3 separate regions of the Rattus norvegicus genome follow, and regions 1 and 3 are each linked to region 2. A link is a contact called in public Hi-C data. All regions are on one chromosome and are shown on one strand. Each heading gives the region's core, a stretch centred on a gene start, on an enhancer-like site or on the middle of the called end of the contact. The rest is flanking DNA. Distances are from core to core; before and after follow the strand shown. Region 1 holds the start of Zfpm2 (zinc finger protein, multitype 2). Region 2 overlaps Zfpm2 (zinc finger protein, multitype 2). Region 3 overlaps Zfpm2 (zinc finger protein, multitype 2).

Region 1 (3,495 bases), core at 620-3,119, 210 kb before region 2:
GATTCTGTGAAAGGTCTATGAAGACTGTGGTGTACAATAAATCCAATTCTAAGATTCTGTGCATGCCAATTCAACTGTAATGATTTGGGAATGAAGGAGGTAAAAAGCTGTAGTCTCTGTTTTGTTTTGTTTTTTTTTTTTTAGCACCCCTCACTCCGTACAAATACAAATAACCTTGCTTTTCATGGCACTTAGGATCATAATTTTTTGGCTCTTCCAGACAGGGACTTGGTCATTTACTGCCTTTTTCATTGCCAAGGACCATGTACTGTACAGTTATAACCTCTTATGGTCATACAGCTAATGGGATGTAAGAAAAGACACAATTGGTCTTCAGCCTTGTGTTAAGATTTGCCCAGCCATACCTTTCATACTCTTTACACCTTTAAAAAGATGACCTGATGGAGTAATTAACAACACCGAGTAGAGTGCCTTTTGCACATGGAGCATCCTGCAATCCTCCATTGTGCTCAATCAGCCCAGACCCTTTTAGAGCATCATTTGGTGAAGCTCAAACGGATGCTAGTCAACCAAAGAAAGGTGATACAATTTCAGGTCAGAGTGGACAAGTTCATAGCCTCCTTGGGAAAGCATTGGCAGCATCTAGGGAACCCATATCAACTTCATGGGAGTTTATTAGTAAAAAAAAAAAAATGATTACATAAAGTAGCTGGTTCAACAGTTCCCATCCCTTCCAGAACAACTAAAAGAACTGCATTTTGTACTCACTCTATACAAATCTGTGGGAAACTAAGCTAACTTTTCTCACCTTAATTTAACAAAATAATGCTATGAATCACCTCAAAATAATGGTCTCTTGTGCCTTACCATTTCTCAAACCTTAAACATACATTGAATAAATATGAAAGGAACAGAATTCAATAAACCAAAAAACCAGGAAATAGTCGTTGGGTCTTACCTGTTTGAAAATTTAGGACAAGATCAAACCTTTTATTAGCTCCATGGTGCTTCCCTTTGGCAGAGCTAGGAGAATGGGAGGTCACAGGGGCAGGGTGGAGCTGCAGAACTTCCACACGACTTCGTACAAAGTTAGCATTTCCTATTAGAGATGATAGTTCCCTTCCTACCTACAGCGAATCATCCAGCTAACCTTCGTCCTTTTGGATGTGAGGAAAATATCTGCCTGACCCCGATTCCGGGGCTTTTACTATTTCAAATGGAAACTCATGCAAGATGCAGAAAAACATTTGGAGCGCAGCTCATCACCCCACTCTGGTGGGCCTAGTGGGGGATGGTCCGCGTCCGCAGCAGTCTCCTGGGAACTCTGACAGCGATGAAATGGTCTCCTGAGAGCCTGGGCAGATGAGAGGACTTAACGGGCCCCAAGACACACAGTTGGCATTTGTGATCAGCTGGCTTTCGCCGGGGACTTTGCCAGTGGCCTAACCTTCCTGCCAAGAAACTGTAAGGGCGGAGGGCAGGGGCTCCAGGAGGGGAGCAGTAACTGGAAGCACAAAGTTTATGGAAGGAGACTGAGATTTCTTTGTGCCCTGCTAGATGGGCGAGGCACTAGGGAGGAGAGTTAGAGGGTCCGTTGGAAGAGGCTGTTGGAAGAAGTTGCTGGAAGGGGAGCGGGGGAAGGGTGGCCTGGCAGCTGTCCAGCATTGACGCGGTGACAAATGCAGAAGGTGGCCCCCCCTCCAAACCTCACGTCTCCCCCCCCCCATCAACCCCTTCAACTCCCACCCACGCCGCGATCCCCTTGCACTCCACGCGACCGAGGCCGGGCTGTGAGTTTGCATCCGGACTGGCTTTGGATGCAGCCAATCCTCCTTTCGCTGATGGCATAGTCTCCCCTCCCCACTGCCCGGGCGCGCCCCTCCCTCGCGCGCCTCGCCACCTCCCGCAGCAGTGCGAGCGCGGCGCGGCCCGGAGCGGCAGCGGCGGCGCCTGAGTCTCTGCCCGGCAGCCGGGGACACGGGGAGCGAGTGCGCGCCTCCTCCTGCACCCTCCGCCCCTCGCAGCCCCGGTCCCCCTGCGCGCTCTCCTTCCCTCCCTCCTTCTCTTCCTTCTCTTACCCCACCACCCCCTTCTTCCCCTTTTCTCTCTGCCTGGCCGATCGCTCCTAGATTCCCATCCTCCCCCCAAAAGCCCCATCGCTCTCCCCGTCGCCCCCTCCCCTCTTCTCTGTCACACTCTCTCTGGCCCTTCGCTCGGCCTCTCATTTGCTTGCTCATCTCCAAACGTGGATCCGCGGCTCCCGGAGGAGCCTAGCTCCGGGATCCCGCGCGCACGGAGCACCTGGAGTCCGGCCGGCGGCGGCCCGAGCCTGGCCAGAGGCAGAGGCAGCGACAACCCAGGGAACGGTAGCAGGGACCGCGGACACCGCAGGAACCCCAGCGGCAGCGGCCGCGGCCGAGATGTCCCGGCGAAAGCAGAGTAAACCCCGGCAGATCAAACGTAAGTTTGCGCGCGGGACCGGGAGTTGGTGAGATCGGTTCCTGGGAGAGGGGCGCACGCGGCGGGAAGGATGGGAAACGCTCGGGGCGATCCGCTCCTGGTCCTTGTGATTTGTCAAACTTTGAGAGCACTGAGGGACAACCAGACGGCCTCAGATAGATGCACAGACAGTTGGAGCGCCAGGCAGCCTCAGCCTGGTGTGTTTCTCCAGCCTTCGCGCTCCCTGGTTTCTCCTTAATTTCAACTCCGGGTTGCTGCAATCGTAGCCTCTTTTCTGCTGGAGCCTAACAGGACAATCCCCTCCCGCAGAGCTTAGTACGATTGTTGTCCTTGTTGTTGTCCAGACGGATGGCCTACCACTCTTGGGAGCTGGTCTTGGTAACCCGGGATGAAAGTTCTCAGAGCTGGTGGAGGCCACGGGGCTAGGGAAGTAAATTCCCCAGTTCGGTGGAAAATCAGTGTCTGGGGACCCAGTCCTGGGCGGTACCACAAGCCTCGCCAAACCCGAAGTGAAACAAAAAGTAGGTGTAAAAGTTCGCGCCTCTGCTGGAGGCAGCCGCGCACCCCCTCCCTGTCTGCTGCGGTGTTGGGCTGCACCCAGGGGCTTCGGGTGGGTCCCACTCACGCTGCCTGGACGCTGTGTAAGGCGGGCTTCAGTTTGCCACTGGTCCAGGCGCAGTCCCCACTGGGAGGGGCCTCCTTCGCTTCTGGGCTCACAGGATTTGAGTTCAAGGTAGCTCGCACACTCTGGTACGGTTCCTAACCCCCTACCCCCACCCCACCCCTGGGTCCCTGGGTGCGGGTCCCTGGGGTGCCTAGAGGGACTTGTAGGACCAGAGACACCTGCCTGCCTGAAACCCACAATCTCACTGAATTCTTCTAGGCCAACTTTTCTTACCTTAGGGAAAATTATTCCTAAATGTTTGATAGGCCTGTAATATATCTTCAAACCCTTAGCTGAAAAAAAGTTAAAGGCCTTATTAATTTGAAGATGATGATCACGATATTATTATTATTATTATTATTATTATTATTGGAGTTCTGTGATGTATTTCTGATATTTTCGTGTCGTTG
Region 2 (3,689 bases), core at 525-3,024:
TGGATCATTCTAAGGGCTTACATGAGCCTGAGCTCACTTCCTAGCTTTCAATAATTTTTAAGGAAAATAATGAAACATGAGAGAGTTGGAAGGCCAGGGTTGGAATCCAGAATAACACTAATTTTATCACTTCAAATTTAACTTGGTTTGAATAATGTCCTAAAAATATGATTATAAAAATGTATCATAATGCCTGTGTACTACCTATAACCCTACCAAATACTAAACACTGTAGAGGTATCTGGAATCCCCATTATAACAGAGAAAACCAATGAAAAATAATATAGATGATAATAGAGTAGAATGGCCCCACCTGTGGACTTTTGATACAGAGGTGGAGTGAGTCTGGGAAGGCTGATTAGACAGTGGTAAATGAGCAGTGGATGATGGAAGATTCACACAGAACAAAGATGATCATTGTTTTTAAGAAATATATTGGACCGTGGGGCCTTTAAGTCCCGGTAAGTCTTACTATCAACACCCAAAAGTAGCATGAAGGAGCCTGTCTTTATCCCAATTTTCTCGTCATTTTTATGTGATTTTAATATATATATATATATATATATATATATATAATCTTGCCAATAGAGTTTTAATTTTTAGAAGTACTGTATGAAACTAAGAATAGTTTTTAACAATTCCATGCTCAAACTTTGGAAATAAGTATCTTTTTGTCAGTATGATGCTTTATGAATCATATAATCCTGGGACTAAGGGATTGTCTAACCAAATAAATACATAATGTGTTTTCCAGCGATACCACATGTTGACAAAACCTGATTGATAGTATTACGCTTTAGTACTTTTTACGTGTAGAAGTGATGCTCCCAAGATCCATGCAAGGATTCACAGTCCATTACAGTCTATATAATATTCTGGCAATGGTGTTAGGCTTGGATTGTGAACTCATGGGGTCAATATTATTTAGTTGCATGTTATATTTTTAGTATTTTATAAGTTGTAGACCCTTTAAACTAATAATTTAGTTAAATTTGTTACTGAATCAAAATGTTCTCTAATTCAAAATCTAAAATTCTTCAGTAGAATACCTCTCTGAGTGGATATCTCTACTTCTCATGGCTGACTGAAAGAACATCACATTAGGTTACTATTTGCTCCAACTAGGCTAAAAGCTTTCAATAGATTCCTCATGTCATTTGCTCATCTGTCTAATCCCCTTTGGTTTTGTAATGTTGCGATCAGACAGGTCGCACTTCTATTCCTCACCCTGACCTTTCCTTCCAGGCAGTGCTCACCACATTTCAGTTGGTGCCTAGGGATGTTTATCTACCCAAGGTTGTCGGTGTCCTTCTCAACTTCATCTAAACCATGCTGCAAGGTTGAAGACCTACTAGATCTTGGGTTACTATTGGCTACCAGCAAAACAGTGTTCAGCAAATCAACACAGAGGACATTTTTTTTCATTAAAAATCATCTGAAATTTGTATCAAGTCCTATGTAAGTGAAGTAACGAAGTAGAAACTGATGGCAGTAGCCTAGGAGAAAGCATGGGTTTTTTTGACAGATTACATGGTAACTAAACAAAGAAATAAGGGGGACTAAAGTTTACAGTCATGAATCATCAGTCAAGCTTGTTGACTTAAGGGCTGCTTAAAAAGTCTTCCTTTCTCGCTTTACATCAGACAGAATCTATGACTGATTTCTCTCCAAAGTTTCCTTTGGAGTTTCTCCTGGAGAAGTCAGGCTTCTGTTAGCAGCCCTGGGAAGTCCAGACTCCTGTATCCCCACTGTGGCTTCTCTGAGACTGGTGCTCCCAATGACTGCTTCCTGTGTCTACCAGCCAAGCCTGCTTTACTTGCACAATGATTCCCCTTAAGCATAGAGCTCCCAAAGATAACCTACAACTATTTCTCAAGATTCAGAACAGGAAGTGGTATTAGGTCAGGCAGTGACATGGAGTGTTGTCCAGAAGGTCAGAACAGGTTTCTGGCAGCAGGGAAGCCAACTGTAGCAGATTTCTGAGCAAAGGCCTGTTGCCTCCTTTCCAGCAACTAAAAGGGCTCAAAAGACAGCAGCTCCTATTTCCATTCACTTTTCTTCTGTGGGCCCAGAGTGAGGCACACCAAGCACATGTTTCCAGATACCTGCCATGAGTGTTTTATCCATGTCTTCGTTCATGTGCATAGAGACCATAGAGGGGAGAGCAAGGTAAGATGATTCTCCTCCCCCCCATATATACTTTAGACATGAAGTTGAAACATGTAGGTAATTTTACATCACGGTGTTTATAAAAGCGCCTACAGTTGTTAATCTAGATCAGCAGTTTTCAACCTGTGGGCCATGGTTTTTTTAGGGAGGGGGTCAAACAAGCCCTTTCAGAGAAGGAACATATTAGATATCCCTCATAGTAGATATTTACATTATAATTCATACAAATCACAAAGTTACGGTTACAAAATAACAGCAAAAATGATTTTATGGTTGGGGCTCACCACAACGTGGGGAACTATTGTTGCAGCACTAGGAGGGTGAACCACTGGTCTAGATTATGAGCAATATTATTTTCTGTACCCATATTATATCTCTTCCCCTTTTCCGAAAGATGATAATTACAAGTGGTCGTTTTCAGGGGACCTTCCCACAGAACCTTGCTTCAGATTTAGTTCGTGAGGTCATTCAAAGTATTACAGTAAAAATTACCCAAGTTTGTAAAGCACACAGCATTTCAGAGCACTTAGGTAATTTGCTCCCTAAACAATGATGCGCATTGACACCTTCCTATAACTCTCTAGGAGCCTTAGCCCAAGGAAGTGGTTTGCATTCTTGAGAAACACAGTGGTTTGAATTGTTGTGGAGTTTTAGAAAATGCCAGTATTTTTTTACAGAGTTTTCGGGCAGCAAATGTGGCCTCTACGAGACGCTGTTTCTTCTTCACTGCCACTGTTCTGCTGTCTTTGCAGTGTGATTACAAGCTAATCCAGAGCTCTCTGCAATCGACTAATAGCTACTGATCTGCTTCTGCCCCCTAGAACCGCATGGTGCACTTTAATACAATGTGTGGCGCTCCCTCCGCTCTTACCATGGGTGGGCATTTTTCTCTACATAGACTCATCTTTGGCAAATCATTAATGGAACATCAAAAAGATCCCATCTGTTAGAGTTACATATGGCTAAGATCAGAATTATCAAAGATCTCATTTTTTTCCTTTATTCCTTTTTTTTTCTTTTTTTTCTCCCCCTTTCTTATCCTCACAATAAATGTAGTTGTCAGCAGGATAAGTTCATGTGCCGGATAAGGTCACAATTTCATTTAGTGACAACTTCCAACAGTAGGAACTTACAAGGTTCGATTTATTAAAGAGTCAGAAGGGATAAGATCACTACTTGGCCAGGCTGATTTATCAGAGTTTGACTGGAGTACTTGAATAGGGAATGTCGTATTTCAAGTTTATGTTCAAAACAGTAGTTTAGTGTGTGTTGTGACTGTATGACTCAAAAATTGAGACAGGGGATTGGAAAAACTATCCTTATATGGCAGTTTGTGGCCATCCCTAACAGCTATCACTTACTGAGTCAAACAGTGCTTAGGGATGCATCAATATCGCATAAAGGAAATGGTGTTGTTTGTCTTAGGAGGACGATGGGACGTGCGGTTATTAGTGCTTGAGGAAACCGTTTGGTGGCAAGACTGTGGTGTGGCTTTGTAGAGAGTCGACAGGGAAATGTTC
Region 3 (3,602 bases), core at 400-2,899, 150 kb after region 2:
AGCATGAGGTGCAGAATGAAACATGAGACCGTCTCCTCAGGTTTTGGATTTCGTTACGAAACTCAAAACTCAGCCCGATTTGGGGGAGGGAGGTAGGTTCTCCACAATTTGGCTACCACCGAGCACTGTCCAGGCTTTAAATCTACAGTACATGTCTTATCTGTTATAGGAACTTGCGACTGTCTATATTAAATCTGTTTAATTTTGGTGAGGTCGCATATATTCCTAGCAAGTATGAGTGGAGTGATGTAGAATTGCTACATGGATGGAAAATGTCTGTAACCGTTACCCAGTTTGAAGTTTTGTTTTTCAAATGAACCATCCATTTATGTTGGGGTGAGTGTGGTGTTTTTCATAGACTAAATTAGATTTAACTCATGGGTCTGGAACAAAAGTTTTGCCTTGCAATTATATATGGCACCTAATGTGGTCATCGGGGAAGTGCTGTCTGTTGTCTTCATTGAGGAATCCTGAGGTGTAGAGCCCAGCACAGGCTTCTCTGATCATTGTGCTAGGAAGCTAGGATGTGGATAAATGCCTGCTGGCTATTAATGAATATATAACTTCTGCCCATGCTACATCTGACAAATCAAGTCAAGCATGTGCTTAATTCAAAAGTGGGTTAGGAAAAGCAATTTCTTTTTAATATTCATGAAAGGAAAACAGAACCACTTTCTATGTTCAAAAGGAAAGACATTCAGGGAGGAGGGGGTGATCAGTTCTACTCTTTCAAAACTTCCTAGGAAATATAGTTTAAGTTCAGCCCTGGAACCACGCCATAGCCTAAAAACTCATAAAGCTTGAAAACACGAGGCAGGGTGCATGTGTTTGCGTGTGCATTTGTAAACATTTATGTCTGTACGTGTGTGGATGTTTTGAAACCACTTTTCAAACCAACCCAGAACTTATGACACCCACAAGCATTGATATCCATCTTCCCAGGTGGATCGTCGTGTGGCTTTTTGTAACTTCTCTGTGTCTTGGTTTCTGCATCATTAAGAGGGAAGCTAGGTTGCAGTGAAGATAGGGGCCTCCCAGTCCACATCCCCAGCAAAGCGAGCGAACATTTTGAGGTTGTTTGAAACCATTATGTCAGTATAGTAAATACACACACGCACACACACACGCACACGCACACACACGCACAGGCACGCGCACACGCACACACCGTGCGCATGTGCACATATGAAGTCACTGCTCGTATCCCTAAGGAAGACATTGAGTTCTGATATATGTCTTTGGTGTTTCACTTTAGTTTGCTAGGACACCAAAACAAGGTGTCATATTAAAACAACATCTGTCTGCCATCTACAACTTAGACTGACTGTGGAAACAAAATTGCTCACAGGCCAGAGAATGCGTTCTATCTTGCTATGTTGAGAGACAATAATACATTTTATTGTTCGGTTTGTGTTATGTACTACATTTGATTTATACAGATATATCAGCAAGCCCTTATATGTCTTTATGTATGTATCTATACATTCTCATTCATATGTCTTTTTGTGGAGTCAGATGGTAAACATTCATTAGGCTGGCATTGAAACTAAAGTTTATAGACTTTAATGGCTTTGCTTAACAGTATCACGGAGTAATAGAACTAAATCCCAGTCTACATCTGACTTAGTCAATGACAAATGTCAAACTGTGGTTTTCAATCAGCTTCGGATTCCTGTGCTGGGAGTAAGTGCTGTGGATTTCTCAGACCTTGATCCAGACCTCCTGAGTCAGAATTTCTGGGGCTTGGGCCAAGAAGCCTACAATTTCCTATTCAGGCCACTTGAGATATATGTAGCCTCTAATATAATATATATTTTAATAAATTATAAATATAATATTATCATCTTTTCTCTCAAAGACAGAGTTTTTCCTAATCTGAAGTCATATTCATTTGGAGGACAGTGGACAACGGGTACTAGCAAAGTGATTTCTCTTTGTTTGACTTATAAGTAACATGTAGCATGTGTTCATCTGTTTATGTGACTTTTAGTAACATGCATACATGTGAATAAGTATACATACACATGTGATGTGTCACACATGATATGTTAGTACATGTGGTTCATATACTACATGTGATAATCCTGGATCAGGTGTGTGAACATGGAATGAGTGCCCCAGAGAGACTCTCTAACATACTTCCCATGATTTACAGGAAGTCTTCTAAAGCTTGTGTGAGATCATGTGTTCTTATTATCAAGAATTTCCCAGAAGGGATGTATTCTCTAAGATCCCCTTGATTTAGTCAAATCCGGACGCCCAAAGAAAACATGCAGCCGCCTCGTGTGCTCTTGCACAAGTCGAAAAGAATCCGAGTGACTTCCCAAGGTCTGCAGCCTCATTCCCTCTCACAGTGCATCAACTCCCTAAGAATTTTAAAGAATGCCGCACAACAGGGGAGTCACTTAAGGCAGCAAATTCATCTCCACCAATGCTGGGCCTCCTGTTACAATGGATTAATCATCAAAGTCGATTACTCTGTCACATTCTCCAAGGGTGAAATCACACATCTCACCACTGGTGTGTGGAACAGGCATTGCCTTCATCTTCCTGGCACGGATACAAACTGCGAGCAGCTTTTATGCGCCGCAGACTAGGAAGTGCTGATACATTTAAAAGAGAGCTGCCTTTCCAGCATCACCTGCCCCGTGGCTGCTGAAAAATTATACTCCACGCATGTCTCTCAATATTCCCCACTGATAGGTCAGCAGTTATTACAAAACTGTCCAGATAAGAATCTGCTGGGAGCTTCGAGGATCGTATTAACCCAAATGGAACCACTGAGTCAGAGAAAAGCAAAGAGATGAATCAGAATGGGTAACAGCTCTTTCTTCTCCGAGTGTTTATTTCACAGCCTCCCTTCATGACAAAAATCAAATGCTTAACCTTTTGTATCAGGCTGTGTTCACCATCCCTGGGCTCAGTCACTTCCATGTTCTCTGATAAGAGCTGTGTGGTCATTGCATCTAATACTCGTCTTACATGATCTGCGTCCCCCTCCCCTGTTTCCGTTTATTTCAACTCCACTAATAGGTTACTCAGTCCTTTACATTAGAAACCATGACAGTGCTTTCCACAGACTCCATAATACTGACCTTGGGTAGATACTTAACCAATCCTTGTCGGATAACTGTTAAATTAAGTGGAATGATGTTCTTAGGCCTCAGTGGTATTTCTGGTTTTGTTTCATTTGGTTGTTTTTCTTTTCTGTTTTCTCTCGAGACATGGTGACACATTACTCAAACTATCTACCATCTTGCATGGTAGCAAAGGCTGGCTTTGAACTTCTGATTCCTCTATTCCTGAACACTAGGTTTTATGGTTGTTTACATTGAAGTCAAAGCTTCCTGCATCATGAGCAGCTGCTGATCCCCAGAGAAATACCGATTGAATCATAAAGTATTTATTACAGAAAAAATGTGCATGATTAGTATATGATATCAGAGTATAAGTGAATGTAGAGAAGCACAACTCCATGCTGGTTTGGATATTTTTTTTCATACCTGAATGGCATAGTCCTTCCATTTCAGTGCAGAATAAATGGATCATAGTTGATGGCACAGGCTTAGAAATGGTCAGTCATAGCTTACACCTCCTGGGTA

What was found. Hi-C and Micro-C count contacts between places; a contact is called where the count stands out from the background.
Region 1: a contact with region 2 is called in a Hi-C map of the A7r5 cell line, with 4 times the contacts expected there. The contact joins the promoter of Zfpm2 here to the enhancer-like site in region 2. A contact is called at or near these places in 2 of 12 Hi-C or Micro-C datasets (the A7r5 cell line and Schwann cells).
Region 3: a contact with region 2 is called in a Hi-C map of the A7r5 cell line, with 2.6 times the contacts expected there. The contact joins two enhancer-like sites. A contact is called at or near these places in 2 of 12 Hi-C or Micro-C datasets (the A7r5 cell line and Schwann cells).

What each region holds. Positions count from the first base shown.
Region 1 is chr7:73,561,863-73,565,357 of GRCr8, forward strand. It overlaps Zfpm2 (zinc finger protein, multitype 2), which reads left to right and starts at 1,870. Exons shown (of 8, transcript NM_001130501.1): 1 at 1,870-2,421. The coding sequence starts at 2,382. It overlaps LOC108351485 (a long non-coding RNA gene), which reads right to left and starts at 1,654. Exons shown (of 4, transcript XR_010053374.1): 1 at 920-1,654.
Region 2 is chr7:73,775,142-73,778,830 of GRCr8, forward strand. The region is part of intron 3 of Zfpm2 (zinc finger protein, multitype 2); the gene reads left to right. Among named protein-coding and RNA genes, the nearest start is that of Zfpm2, 210 kb to the left of the region's middle. Within about 2 kb of position 1,775, at least 5 of the 93 cell types and tissues checked have an H3K27ac peak or open chromatin away from gene starts, as enhancers often do. A contact at or near this core is called in the A7r5 cell line, where this site is marked.
Region 3 is chr7:73,925,457-73,929,058 of GRCr8, forward strand. All of the region lies in intron 5 of Zfpm2 (zinc finger protein, multitype 2), which reads left to right. Among named protein-coding and RNA genes, the nearest start is that of Zfpm2, 360 kb to the left of the region's middle. Within about 2 kb of position 1,650, at least 13 of the 93 cell types and tissues checked have an H3K27ac peak or open chromatin away from gene starts, as enhancers often do. A contact at or near this core is called in the A7r5 cell line, where this site is marked.